2 separate regions of the Ovis canadensis genome follow, and region 1 is linked to region 2. Evidence: chromatin contacts called from public Hi-C data. All regions are on one chromosome and are shown on one strand. Each heading gives the region's core, a stretch centred on a gene start, on an enhancer-like site or on the middle of the called end of the contact. The rest is flanking DNA. Distances are from core to core; before and after follow the strand shown.

The links. Hi-C and Micro-C count contacts between places; a contact is called where the count stands out from the background.
Region 1: a Hi-C map of fibroblasts shows a contact between it and region 2, with 4 times the contacts expected there. The contact joins the promoter of SPRY2 here to the enhancer-like site in region 2. A contact is called at or near these places in 2 of 2 Hi-C or Micro-C datasets (fibroblasts and lung).

The regions. Positions count from the first base shown.
Region 1 is chr10:69,979,581-69,985,536 of ARS-UI_OviCan_v2, reverse strand. SPRY2 (sprouty RTK signaling antagonist 2) reads left to right here and starts at 4,169. Exons shown (of 2, transcript XM_069601869.1): 1 at 4,169-5,083.
Region 2 is chr10:69,808,616-69,815,057 of ARS-UI_OviCan_v2, reverse strand. No RefSeq gene overlaps it. Among named protein-coding and RNA genes, the nearest start is that of SPRY2, 170 kb to the left of the region's middle. Within about 2 kb of position 1,962, the one cell type or tissue checked has open chromatin away from gene starts, as enhancers often do. A contact at or near this core is called in fibroblasts, where this site is marked.

The DNA of each region.
Region 1 (5,956 bases), core at 2,920-5,419, 170 kb before region 2:
TCTTCCCGACCCAGGGATTGAACCCATGTCTCCTGCAGCTCCTGCACTGCAGGCAGGTTCTTTACTGCTGAGCTACCAGGGAAGCCCCAAAATAAAGGGACCAAATGTTTAAAACAGAATAAAACATATAAACCTGGGACTATCCGGGGAAAGGCACAGCAACAATACAGTGGTCTCACCAATTAGACTTTCTCTCCAGACATCAGTCTTACAAAGGAAGAAGCCTGACTGTAAGGTCAAGGGATAAATTTAATGGTGATATAATGAGAAAAATCATGTGGGCCAGTAGAGAAATTTTCCCTTGTTACAGAAATTCAGTCCATAACTGACTTTTCATAAATTGTAGTAATACAGTTCCTAGAGCTGGCAGGAAGACTGATTAACCTGTAGAAATCACCAAGTAGACAGATTCAGGTTGACTGCAAGATTTCTGAAAAAAACCAGACCAACCAGAGCCTCCAGTTCAAGATGAACCCATCACTTCTCTTACCCCAGGATGACTCCAGATCTTTCCCCCAGTCTAGCTAAGGATAAAAGGACATCACCAAAGAAGGTCAGACACAGAGATAAGCTCTTCCCAGTCTTCCTAGGGATGTAGATAAGAACTGAATGTTCTATTTTGAATTTCCATTGTAGCAACTCCCAATTCTCTCCAAGAGGTAACAGATACAGAATTTGGAAATTCAAAGCAATTCAAAAAGTAAAATGACTACAGTCCTGGCTGTCAAATCAAAAGGTCATTATTGCAAAGCCTTTAACTTAGGAAGGTCCCTCCCAAAAGAGTCTGTGCATAAATTTATTAAGGCAGTTGAGATACTCAATTTTTACTCTTGGAAGCAGTATACACTGTTGTGTATATTGGGCCATCTTTAAATATGAATACACAGATAATTCACCTTGGTTATAAAACTAAAAAATACATAAAACAATCAATGTTCCTCTTTGTCTCAAAAAACACAGCATATCACTGCAAGATATGGTTGGTTATCAAAACTGGATCTAAATCAGTAAAGCCAAGTGGTTCCGTCAATCTCATAAAAAAACTGGAACTAGAGTTGTTTAAAACTACATTCTCCTGTTACTACGATATAAACTGGAAGCTTAGATGAGTAACCGCAACCTTGAAAAATATCTGACTTAACATGTCTAACAGACTTACTGGTAAATAAGCAGTCTACACTGTCTATGGAAGACTGGGGGAGGCAAAATTCACAGTTGTTTATACACTGCCTCATTTGAAAAAACAAATTGAAGGTACTTAGAGTTAATAAAGGGCTTTCCAGGTGGCTCAGGGGTAAGGAATCCACCTGCAACGAAGGGGATGCAGGAGACTGGGGTTTGATCCCTGTGTCAGGAAGATCCCTTGTAGAAGGAAATGGCAACCCACTCCAGTATTCTTGTCTGGAGAACCCCATGGACAGAGGAGCCTGTCAGTCTACAGTCCGTAGGGTTGAACAGAGTTGGACACTACAGAAGCAATTGAGTCAGCAAGTGATAGTTAAAAAAAGGAAGTCAGTCCAAAGAAATGAATACAGAAAATTAAAAGGCAGAAATAAGATCCCACTGTTCAATGACTGCGATTAACAGCACCTGTTACTTCGTGCCTCCAGAGAACTTAGAGGTAAGTGTTGGTGTAGCAGGTGTTTCCAAGGATTGGGCATTTTTCAACATCAGTCAAGCAGGAACACCTGTTCACATATTAGGGTTACCTCTCTGGAACTCTCCACAACACATTTGAAAATGGACTCCATTATGAAGTTTTACATAACATTCTTTCAAAACCCTAAGTATCTCCCCAAATTAACCCGTTATAATTTTGGCACATAACATGAAATCAATTTTAGGACACATTATAATAGCTACACCAAATACTTCACTGGGCGTGCATACACGCACATGCGCGCGCACACACACACACAGAAACGTAATTCCTCTTCGGGATCACAACTAAGTAATCTTGGAGACACAAGAGAGTGCTTTATACATCACGTGCGGAAAGTAGCAACAATGAATAACAATTTAAAAAAATAGTAAGGAGTATATTAGAAAGAACCCAGCAGATTCTCATTTTTACATTGCGCTTAAGGTACAGGTTAAATGTTTTCCCAGCTTGCAAACTGGATGTTGGGTGAGCTAGATTACATGGAATTCCTTCCAGTTCATTAAAGATAAATTCCTAGATTCTTCCCTATTGACTCTGTAAACACAGAAGGTGTTCTAAACAGCCAGAAGCTTCTAACTTAAATTCCACTTCATGCTTTGAGCCCGAACAGCGTGTTTTCGCAGAGCTCCTGCAATGCTGGAAACACAGCCTGGGCACAAGTATCCCCTAAGAATCAGCCGTCGGGTTTCTTTCACCTGTTCGGCCCGAGACTTGTTGGCCAGACTTAGGCAGCGAGTTCCCGCCAGCCTCGCACACCCTGGCTTGGGCCGCCAACTCCGTCCCCCTCGGGAAAAGCTGGGGTTCTTCCGCACCTGAGCCCCTCATTCGCGGAATGTGTCCGCTGAGAGGGTAGAGAAAGGCACCTGCTGTTGCACTCACATGAAAAACGTCTTTTTATTCTTTGTGAACCGGCCGGTCCAAGGTAGGAAGGCAACCCCGGCTGCCCTCGTGGAGTCGCGTTGAAGAAAGCAACCCCAGCCCCGCGCCGGGCGAGTGGGCGCCCCCTGGTGGCCCGATGGGCCGGGAGCGCAGCAGCGCCTGCGTCCGCTCGGAGGCTCGGAGGACCCGAGGACCCGGGCGTCGGGGGAGCGGCCGGGGCTGCTGGAGGCCCCGTCGTCCCGGGGGAGCCGCGGAGCAGGCGGACTTAGCCTGGTCCACCCGCACCCGAGGGGTGGGGGAACAGGAGGCCAGCGTCCGGAAATAACGCAGGCCACTTCCTCTGCCACCTCTGGTTCCAAACCCGGGGCGAGGAGCCCTAGAGAAACATGGAGAAGGCAGGGGAGAGGGTAGCGTGGCCGGGAACACGCCCGGGACATCCGCAGACAAGGGCTCGGGACAGGGCGGCGAGCGCCAGGGCGGTTGTGAACCGAGGTGGGGTGGAACCAGACCCGGGAAATCTAGCACCACGTTTTCCTAGCAGTTTCAAGAACTCTAACCCTAGGACCGCGAGGTCGCAGGTGCTCTTCGGGAGTTCTGACCGTACTTCCCTGTAAAGTAAACTCATTCTGTAAATCATTCAGAATCCAATATTAAGAGTGTGTTGGGGGGGGGTGTTAATTTCCCATTGGTGCTCCCACGTCCCTGCACGTTTCTTCGTAAACGATCGGCAGTTAGAGCAGCGCATATGTATGCCTTTTCTATCTTTACATTTCTTTTTGTAAGTGGGAAAATAGATCACCTTCAAGATGGACAATAGAATCTTATTGGGGAATGTTCTACGTGACAAGGAGAGTCGGAAATGAACGATGATTCTTCTAGTTGAGGAAATCTGCAGTGGAACAGCGAGCCCCCCTCCCACTTCAGAAGCCCGTGATGTGGCCCTTAGTAATCGTGTACGTGTGTAGGATTGATTTAACTAAATTTTTTTAAGGCCTAGACTGTAGCATTTCCATCACCAATTGCGTGAAACAAAACGGCAAGGAAGATCTTCAGAAAGCTTCCATCTGTAGCTCACTCCCTCTTTTAGAACAACATCTAATATTAAACCGAAAAGCTACAATTGACACCATGAAAAGCAAATCCTGGCCAGAGCAGAGGTACTTGAAATCCGAATCTGCATTCCGCCCCTCTCGTACGCCGCTCGGAGGTGGGGGTGGCGGTTTGTCCTGGTGCCTGGTGTATAATCGGGTTAATCCAGTAGACAAAGGATAAACCAATAGCCCTCCCACCTCACTTCCCGCTCCCCTTCCCCTCCCCCTGCTTCTCTCCCCGTCGCCCCCTCGAGGGGGAACAGAAAAGGGGAGAGCCTGTCTTGCAATGGATTCAGAAGAAAGTCTCAAAACCCGCAACTGGTTTTTAATGCTAACACAGCCTAGCCAGGATTAGTCTGAAACGTTCATTCCCTTCTCCTAGTGGCGGGGAGAAAGTTCCCTAAATCCGCCGAGCTCAAGGTTCGTCCTCCTAGCCTCTGGGGAAAACTTTAAGGTCAGTGTTTCCTTGAAACTAGATCAACTGACCCCGCCGTGCCCAGCCCGGCCCCGCGGGCACCGCGCGTGACGGCGGCCCGGGCGGCAGGACCGGCCCGGGTACGCGCGGGGCGGCACGGTTGCCCTTTTGAATGCCTCCTGCGGCTCGGAGCGCTGGCGGGCGCTGGAGTGTGAGTGAATGTAGCCCCGCGGAGCCAATGAGCTGGGACCGGATGCGATATATCCTCTGGGACAACAACTGCTCTGTTCCGCCTCGGATCCACATGACGCCATTTACTGCTGCCGCGGCCGCCGCAGAGCTCCCTGCCTCCTCCGGAAAGGCGAGGGCGCAGGCCAACGGCGAGCCCCCCCCGGCCGGGCCCCAGACCCTCCTCCTCCTTCTCCTCCTCCTCTTTCGCACCCACCGCCCCCGCCTCGGCCTCGCCGCCGCGCCTCCACAACGCCCAGTCTGCACCGCCGAGAGCTGCGCGCAGCAGCGCGAGCGGAGGAGAGGGGCCGGCGGAGCGCGCAGCGCCCAGGCCCCCGCGCCCGCCCGGCCCGGCTCGGCCAGTCCCGCCGCCCCGCGCGCCCCCGCGCCGCCTCCGCTCGGACGCGGCCGCGGCCGCACGACTTGGCCATCTGGCTTTTAGGTCCTCGCGAAGGCCGTTTTCTTTTCTCATTCGCTCATCTGCCGGGAGAGGAGACTCGCCGTTGGCGCTTCGGCCTCCAGTTCATTGAGAAAAAAAGGGGGGAAAAAAAAAAAAGGAAATACTCCGCGTGCGCTTTTAGAAGGGGGGTCGCCTCCAGCCCCGAACTCCAGTGTTCTTCGGCTAGGACTTGGCTCCGGATGTTTTTTCCTCTCCTTTTCTCGTCCAGCCAATCGCTCAGAAGTTAGACTGAAGCAGAGTTTGGAAGGAAGGAGAGGCAAAAAGTTTGCATCAGGGCTGGATTTATTTGCACATCGCGGAAAGAAGAGAATCCAACGGAGAGGGGTTTGTGCAAAGCCGCGATCACGGTGAGGCGCGTTTGGCCGGCTCGTCCCCTCCTGGCGCCGCGGCCGGCGCGTTGTGGGCAACATGGAGTAGGTGCAGCGGGACCGGCAGTGGGTCCGTCTCTCCTCGGGCCTCCCTTTCTCTCACCCCGCAAGTTTTCCGTGGGGAGCCCTGGAGTTGCCCGCGGATCAGCCTCGCCCCGGCCTCGGCCTGCCTCGGCGGCAGGGGTTCGGGGTGGGGGAGATTGCAGCGCGCGCGGGGTGCCGTGTCCCCGGCCCCACGACCCAGCGCGCCCGCGCTGGGGGTCTCGGGGTGGCGGCCAGCTCACGGCGGCGCACTGGCTGCGAACTGGGCGCTGAGAGCGGGAGAGGGAGGGAAGCACTTTGTGTTTTCCAGGGCGCCGCTGAAGGCGCCCGCACTTCGAACCTGTTCTCTCCGGGGAAGGCAGGTCCCGGGAGAGGCAGTCCCGAAGCAGGGGCGCCGGGGTAGTGAAGGGTGCGGGTCGCTGCCTCGCGGGTGGAAAAAAAGAGGACAGGGTGGCGAGTGGAGGGCGCCCACGACTCAGCTCGGCGTGGACTGCGGCGAGCACGCAGAGGGTGGGAGCGTCGCCCTGCCTGGCGCCGCGTCTCTGCGGTTCGGAAGTGCAGCTTTCGCTCTTTTCCGTTCGCCGCGGTCGGCCTGGGTCACGCTTTTTTTTTTTTTTTTTTGGACGATTGGGCTGACCCAGCACAGGAAGAAAGTCATCAAGCGGTCGCGATCGTTTTCCATTACCTGAAAATAGGTGGCAAAAGAGACTAGGTTTTGGGTTTTTTTTCCTTTACTTTGATGGACTAATCCACTTTTTTTGTGTGGTTGCTGCTGTTTTTTTAATTCGGAACCTTGTGCATTTTTACAAA
Region 2 (6,442 bases), core at 713-3,212:
TGATTTCTTCACTTACAACATACTTAACCTGCTAATGCCCTGTCCAAAAGCACGAGCCCTTATTGACTAACCACTTTTAGATGTCAAGATGAATTAAAAAGTGAAGGCATGACTTTTACGTTCACCCTTTCTCACTCACATTCCCTACAGTACCTGCGTTTAGGTGCATTTTTGTTTATGTGGGACATCTGAAATTACTTTTTATGACCATTATCTGTTGTGGGCCCAGAAACTGGACATTTTCTCCCAACCAGCCCTAGAACCATTATACATCCTGAACAGTAACTCTACTGTGTCTCACCAACAATGCCTCTGCCTTTCTTCTATTTAATCCAGAATAGAAGTTATGTTGTGAGTGTCTATGTAGAAATATGGCACTGAATTCACTTAAAATATTCAGCATGCCTTCTGGTATAAGGTATGTCCTCTCCTTGTTCCTAGAACAATTTGTACTAAGGGTTAAGACACTGTGGTCACCCTGTCCCTTGGGGTGGAAGAGACCACTGCCTGTTCCCAAAGCAAGGGATTCAACCTGTTTCCAAACAGGGTTCCTCTAAGTTGATTTTAGTATTGATTCCTACGAGACTTGAGAGAAAGGACAGAAAATAATTGAAGAAAGTACAGTTGTCCCTAGATTCTTATCTTGCCCCAGAATAGATATGTTAGAAGGATAGTTTAGAAGATAGTTTTGAAAGCAGTTTCTCTTTGCAAAGTCCGAATGTTAATAGCCTTTCATTATAGTTAGTCAGAACTTACTGAGAAAGAAAATCCTAAATCCTGAGGTATGTTGTACTTGTAAAATACTAAATTTTAGTGTAGTCTCTGTCTATTTTTAAAAGATTTTATGTATTTAATTTTATGTGTTTCTTTTCTTTGGGGTCATGCTGGGTCTCCGTTGCTGCGTGGCCTTCCTTCTAGTTGTGGCGAGCAGGGGCGACTCTGGTTGCAGTGTGCAGACTTACTGTGGCACTTTCTCTTGTTGCAGAGCAAGGGCTGTTGGTGGTGAGGGCTTCAGTAGTTGCAGCACATGGGATCAGTAATCTCGGCTCCCTGGTTCTAGAGCACAGGGTCAGTGATGGCAGTGCAAGGGCTTCGTTGCTCTGTGACACGTAGCATCTTCCTGGATCAGGGATCGAACCTGCATTGGCAAGTGGATCATAAACTACTGAGCCAGCAGGAAGCCCTGTTGTCCCTCTTTTGAAGATTTCTTCTTAAGTTAATGGCAGCTCTCAGCTATAGCAAAGTTTACAAGATAAAGAAACCAACAATTTGGATATAGATTTGAAGAAACCTTAATATATTTCTATTTTTAAAAATCATTTGCTGTTAGTAAAAACGTTTATGTTGAGTAACCACTGCACAAAGATGGAAATGAGTGAACATTTATTTAGCACATACTAAATATGTTCCAAGCTTTACATATGCTTAAGTAATTAATCCTTACAACACTTTGGGGGGGTAAGTATTGTTAGCCTCATTTTATCAAGTAACAAACCAAACACATGTAATCATTAAGGTGTGGAAGGTCGGCCATCTCAAATTTGACAATCACAAAGGAGAATTATTCACTTTTTTTTTTTTTTAACAGAAAGAGATGCTTCCAGTAGCATATCCTACAATATTGAAACATGAAACTAGAAAGTAAAATCCAATCACAGGGAGAATTCTAACAGAATTAAAGGTAAATTTAACTAAATATACCATATTTTTTTCTCCTAAAAATTCAAAATTGGAATTTCTTAAGAACTATGAAAATGTTTTATCTTTGAATGAGCAAAGAAAGTCAAACAATAAGTGGTGATATTGTTTTAGTACATAATCTGAAGTTCCCATCAGCCCTCTTATTTTTCTTCTCCTAATGGATGAATGGGCTTCGCTGGTGGCTCAGCAGTAAAGAATCTGCCTGCCCATGCACGAGACATGGGTGCAATCCCTAGTCTGATGAAATTCCCTGAAGAAGGAAATGACAATCCACTCCAGTATTCTTGCCTGGGAAATCCCGCAGACAGAGGAGCCTGGCGGGCTTACAGCCCATGGGGTTGCAAGAGAGTCAGACATGACTTAGCAACTGAACAACAGCAACAATGAATGAACACTCACTTCCCAGTTTCCCCAGTTATTGTTGTCACTATTTCTGGGTGGTATGACCCAGTTCTATTTCTGCGTGATCAAACCCCACTTCTGTTACCGGAGCAGGGGACCTGAGGGGCCTTGGATGAGAGGTAAAAGAAGTGGGACCCAGGCGCCAGAGAACACCACAGTGAGACTCACTATTTATTGAAAATTTACTCTGTGGCCAAGTTTGTGCCAGTTGCCCTGCCTGTGATCCTACAGTTCTTGAGTTTGACTGACTCAACTTCACTATACACATATGTTTTTATTAAAGAAATAATATTTTTGCTAATATTAAACCAATTCATTTAAACTGTTTCCCTTAAGCAAAATTTCCTTTGCGTAGTTCTAAGCCTAGCGCTTCAGGATGGGAGGGAACAGGGTCTGTTCCTATGATGAAGTAATGGACTTGAAAGGCAGATTGTGGGGAGAGGAGTGCTGGGAATGGCTGAATCCCTACTCTACTCACTTCATTGTACAGCACCCCTCCCTGCACGTGTGCACACACTCAACTGAACATTTCAATGACACCAGGAAGACCTCCATCATGGGGTCCTCCAGATTTGTAGAGAGTATCTGCACATTTACTGTTACAGCTTAGCCTAGAGGCTGGCATTTGGAAGGAGGGAAATGGCATAAAGGGGACAAACCATCAGATTATCTTTCTCGTTCCAGTGGATTAGGGAGAAAGAAAGAAAGAAAAGAAAGATTAGTCTTTGAAAATATATTTGCAGTCCCTCATGTTTTGGCTTAGCATATCATCCTCATTGGAAAAATCCACTGATGCTGGGAAAGACTAGGGGCAAGAGGAGAAGGGGACGACAGAGGATGAGATGATTGGATGGTATTACTGACTTGATGGACACAAGTTTGAGCAAACTTTGGGAGATGGTGAAGAACAGGGAAGCCTGGCGTGCTGCAGTCCATGGGGTTGCAAAGAGTGGGACATGACAGAGTGACTGAACAACGACCATCCTTGCTGCTGAAACTGTCTTATTTGGCATAGAATGTGACAGGCAAGAGCTAAGTTGGCTGCATTAATCTTCATGGGGTATAAAAACACAGTGCAAAGAAAAGATAAACACATGTGGAAAGTTAGAGCCATGTGCCCACCTGGCACTCCTAGATTGTGCAACATTTAAATTTGCAGAGTTTAGATTCTCTTGGGTGTCCTTCAGGTGGATATTAGTAGGTAGTGATAGACTTTAGGGAAATCTTTGGGTTCATTCTTTAGCCCCCAGCCAACTAGAGGCCTGGTGTGCTGCAGTCCATGGGATCGCAAAGAGTCACAACTGGGTGACTGAACAACAACGTCTAGAGAAAGCAAGCAAACTCCTGAAACTTTATGTACCTAGCTCATTTCCAGGGAGCAGGACCTTGAATGAATTTCTGAGTTTGTTGGCATAGCAGCCGTGCCCACCAGCTAGAATCAGTGGCAAATCTCTGACTATGCATTACAACTACTTGGCAAGCTCTGGAAGCCGCCTAAGTCCAGGCTTAAACTGGACTACTTTAATGAGACCCATTCAACCAGCATCTCCAGTGAGTGGGGCCCTGGCACTAGTCGTTCTAAAAAATCTCTCCAGTTAATTCTAACATGCAACCTGGCCCAAGGATGACTTAGTTAGCTGCAAATTACTATTATCCAACAATGGCATGCATTCATGAGCCTCCTCCTGAATCAGCTATACGTAATTTTATTTGTTATCACTCAGGAAGACTTTAAGCACAGAAGCATATTTCCTTTATGGAAGGATACACTGTTCATTTATCTTACGTTAAAGGAGCAAAGGGCTTCCCAAGTGGTGCTAGTGGTAAAGAACCTGCCTACCAATGCAGGAAACATAATGAGATGAGGGTTCAACCCCTGGGTTGGGAAGATCGCTTAGAGGAGGAAAATGGCAGTCCACTCCAGTATTCTTGCCTGGAGAATGCCATGGACAGAGGAGTTTGGTGGGCTACAGTCCATAGGGTCACAAAAACACTCATATGACTGAAGAGACATAGCTAAGGAACAGAGCTATGACGAGAACACATGAGGTGAAATAAGTTCTCTCAGTCAATAGGCATGCTCTGATGTGCAAGGTGGGATTAAAATTGGGCTCCCCAACCTTGGCGCTGTTGATGTGTTGGACCAGATAATTTCCTGTGTGTGGCAGGGACTTTTCCTCTACATCGTAGGAGGTTTAGTGTGATTCCTGACAGTCACTCACTATATGCCTGTAGCACTCCTCTGCCAGTTGTGACAAATAAAAATGTCTAGACAACAGAACAATATCTTAGGGATCTAGACATTTGCTCAAAAGAGAGGGAGGTAGGAAGAGGTGAAAGTAGGCAAACCCTGATCCTGGGGTTAATCCATTATAGTCAAAACCGCTGTCAAGATAAGTAACATTTCCAGTCTAGCCATCCTTGACAGCTACTTCCTCTTGAGAACCTTCTCTTTCATAGTGACAGTCCCTGGTCTTAAGGAATGCAACTGTCTGTAACTCAAGAAAGAGAGGCGTCAAACTGGGGACTATTTAGAACTTCAGGTATGGTCTGGAAAGAAGACTTTAACATGCAGTGGGATTAAGAACAGCTTTGGGTTTTCTTAATTCCACATGCCTTCTTTTCTCTTTCCTTTCAACCCATTCTCTTTTTAGATGACAAGCATGTCCATAATTAAAACCAATCAGGCTCCTGTCAATTCCATTACTCTATAAAACCTATTTCCTTCTTAGTGGTATTAATACTGGTTAAGCTCAGTTTACATGAACTGCATCAGAAGGATGGTAGGAATCTTGTGATAAAAATTTATATGAATATATTGCATGTGAAGACAAGCAATCCCTTTTCTATCTTGAGATATTAAAATTCCAAATTGAAAATATAATGGGGTAGTCTTTTTAAAAACATTCCATAGACTAGCTGCCATGTAACATCACGAGGAAGCACAAATGGGTTAGGGGAGATTTTAAGAAGTCAACTACTCCAAATTCAGTGCAAACAAGATCTAAATTGTGACTTTCAAAATCACTCTTTACTTTGGGAGCATATGAGATGCCTTCATCTCATATGCTGGGTGAAAAAATTCATCTCATATGCTGAAAAAATTCAAGTCAGCTTTGCTTCTATGTAAAAAAAAGAAGTCATTAGTGTATAATTTGATTTTGCATGTCCCAAAGCTTTAGGGATAAACAAACAAACCACCCCCACCAACAAAAACCTGCTCTTTTCCAGTAGCTTGAATAAATCTCCAGGCTTTCTTCAGTGGAAAAGACCAGTGGAAAGCTGTCTTTGACACATAGTATGAATTTACTTTTCCAGGTCTTGAGCCTACTTTTCTTCTTCTTTCTTCAAGTAATACCAAGTAATACCAATACACTTCCATTTTCTCTTCATATGTTCCTACCTCCTTTCAGCTCCAGAAAGACAGGCATCTATCCCGGCTCTTGATGACCTTTGAGACCTTTAAATTGGTTTGTTTGGTATCTTCGGAGTATGAGGCAAAGAATAGCCTAAGTTCCTTTTAGGGAAGAGGGCAAGAGATCCCCGCTTTTTTGTGTGTCCTGACCCATGGGGACTCTTAGTTTACGCAAGTTCATCCTGCAAATATGTTTTTTGTTTTTTTTAACTTTCTAAATTCAATATGTTGACATTTGCAGACATTTGAATATTATTATTTTTCCTGAGAAACTGACATTTCTCAGTTTACAGATTTGCTACTTGTTGCTATTAAAAAGCACTGCACAAGCTTCCTTTGTAACATTAGTCTAGAGCCTCAACATAAAGCCATAAAATTACTGCATATAAAAAACAATATTTTGATAAAGAAATCCATCCTAATGTAGTTTTATCATGTCTACAAAATTAAATTCTACATATTTAGTCTTAGAAGAAACTTGGGTCTGATTTTTATATCATTTACTTTTCTTAGCAAAATCCTTCAAATGGAAAATGAGTTTGAAAAAACTGTGTACGTCTTGAAGCACTTTGGGTTTTCCACATATACAGTTGTCCAAACTCTCAGTTAAAAGCTGAGGGTCTCATATGGGAAGAAGGAAATCCAGATACAAAGCATTCAAAGCTAACTGACTAATCAGATAAACCTTCGTGAGACTCTGGACATTCCAGGAACATGTCTGGAAACTATCTCAATTACCAGATTTCCAAGTAATGAAATGTTTGGGCATGCTCCTTCCTGGATTTTTGCTGACTCACGTTTTTCTTCCCAATAACACCGTTCTTCTGTCTCCCCTCACATCCCAAATGAAGGCCTCCCTCCTGGCCTTCCCTCAGTCGTGTCTCTGAGTTGATGTTCATTGCACGAAGGAAAAAGGTTTTACAG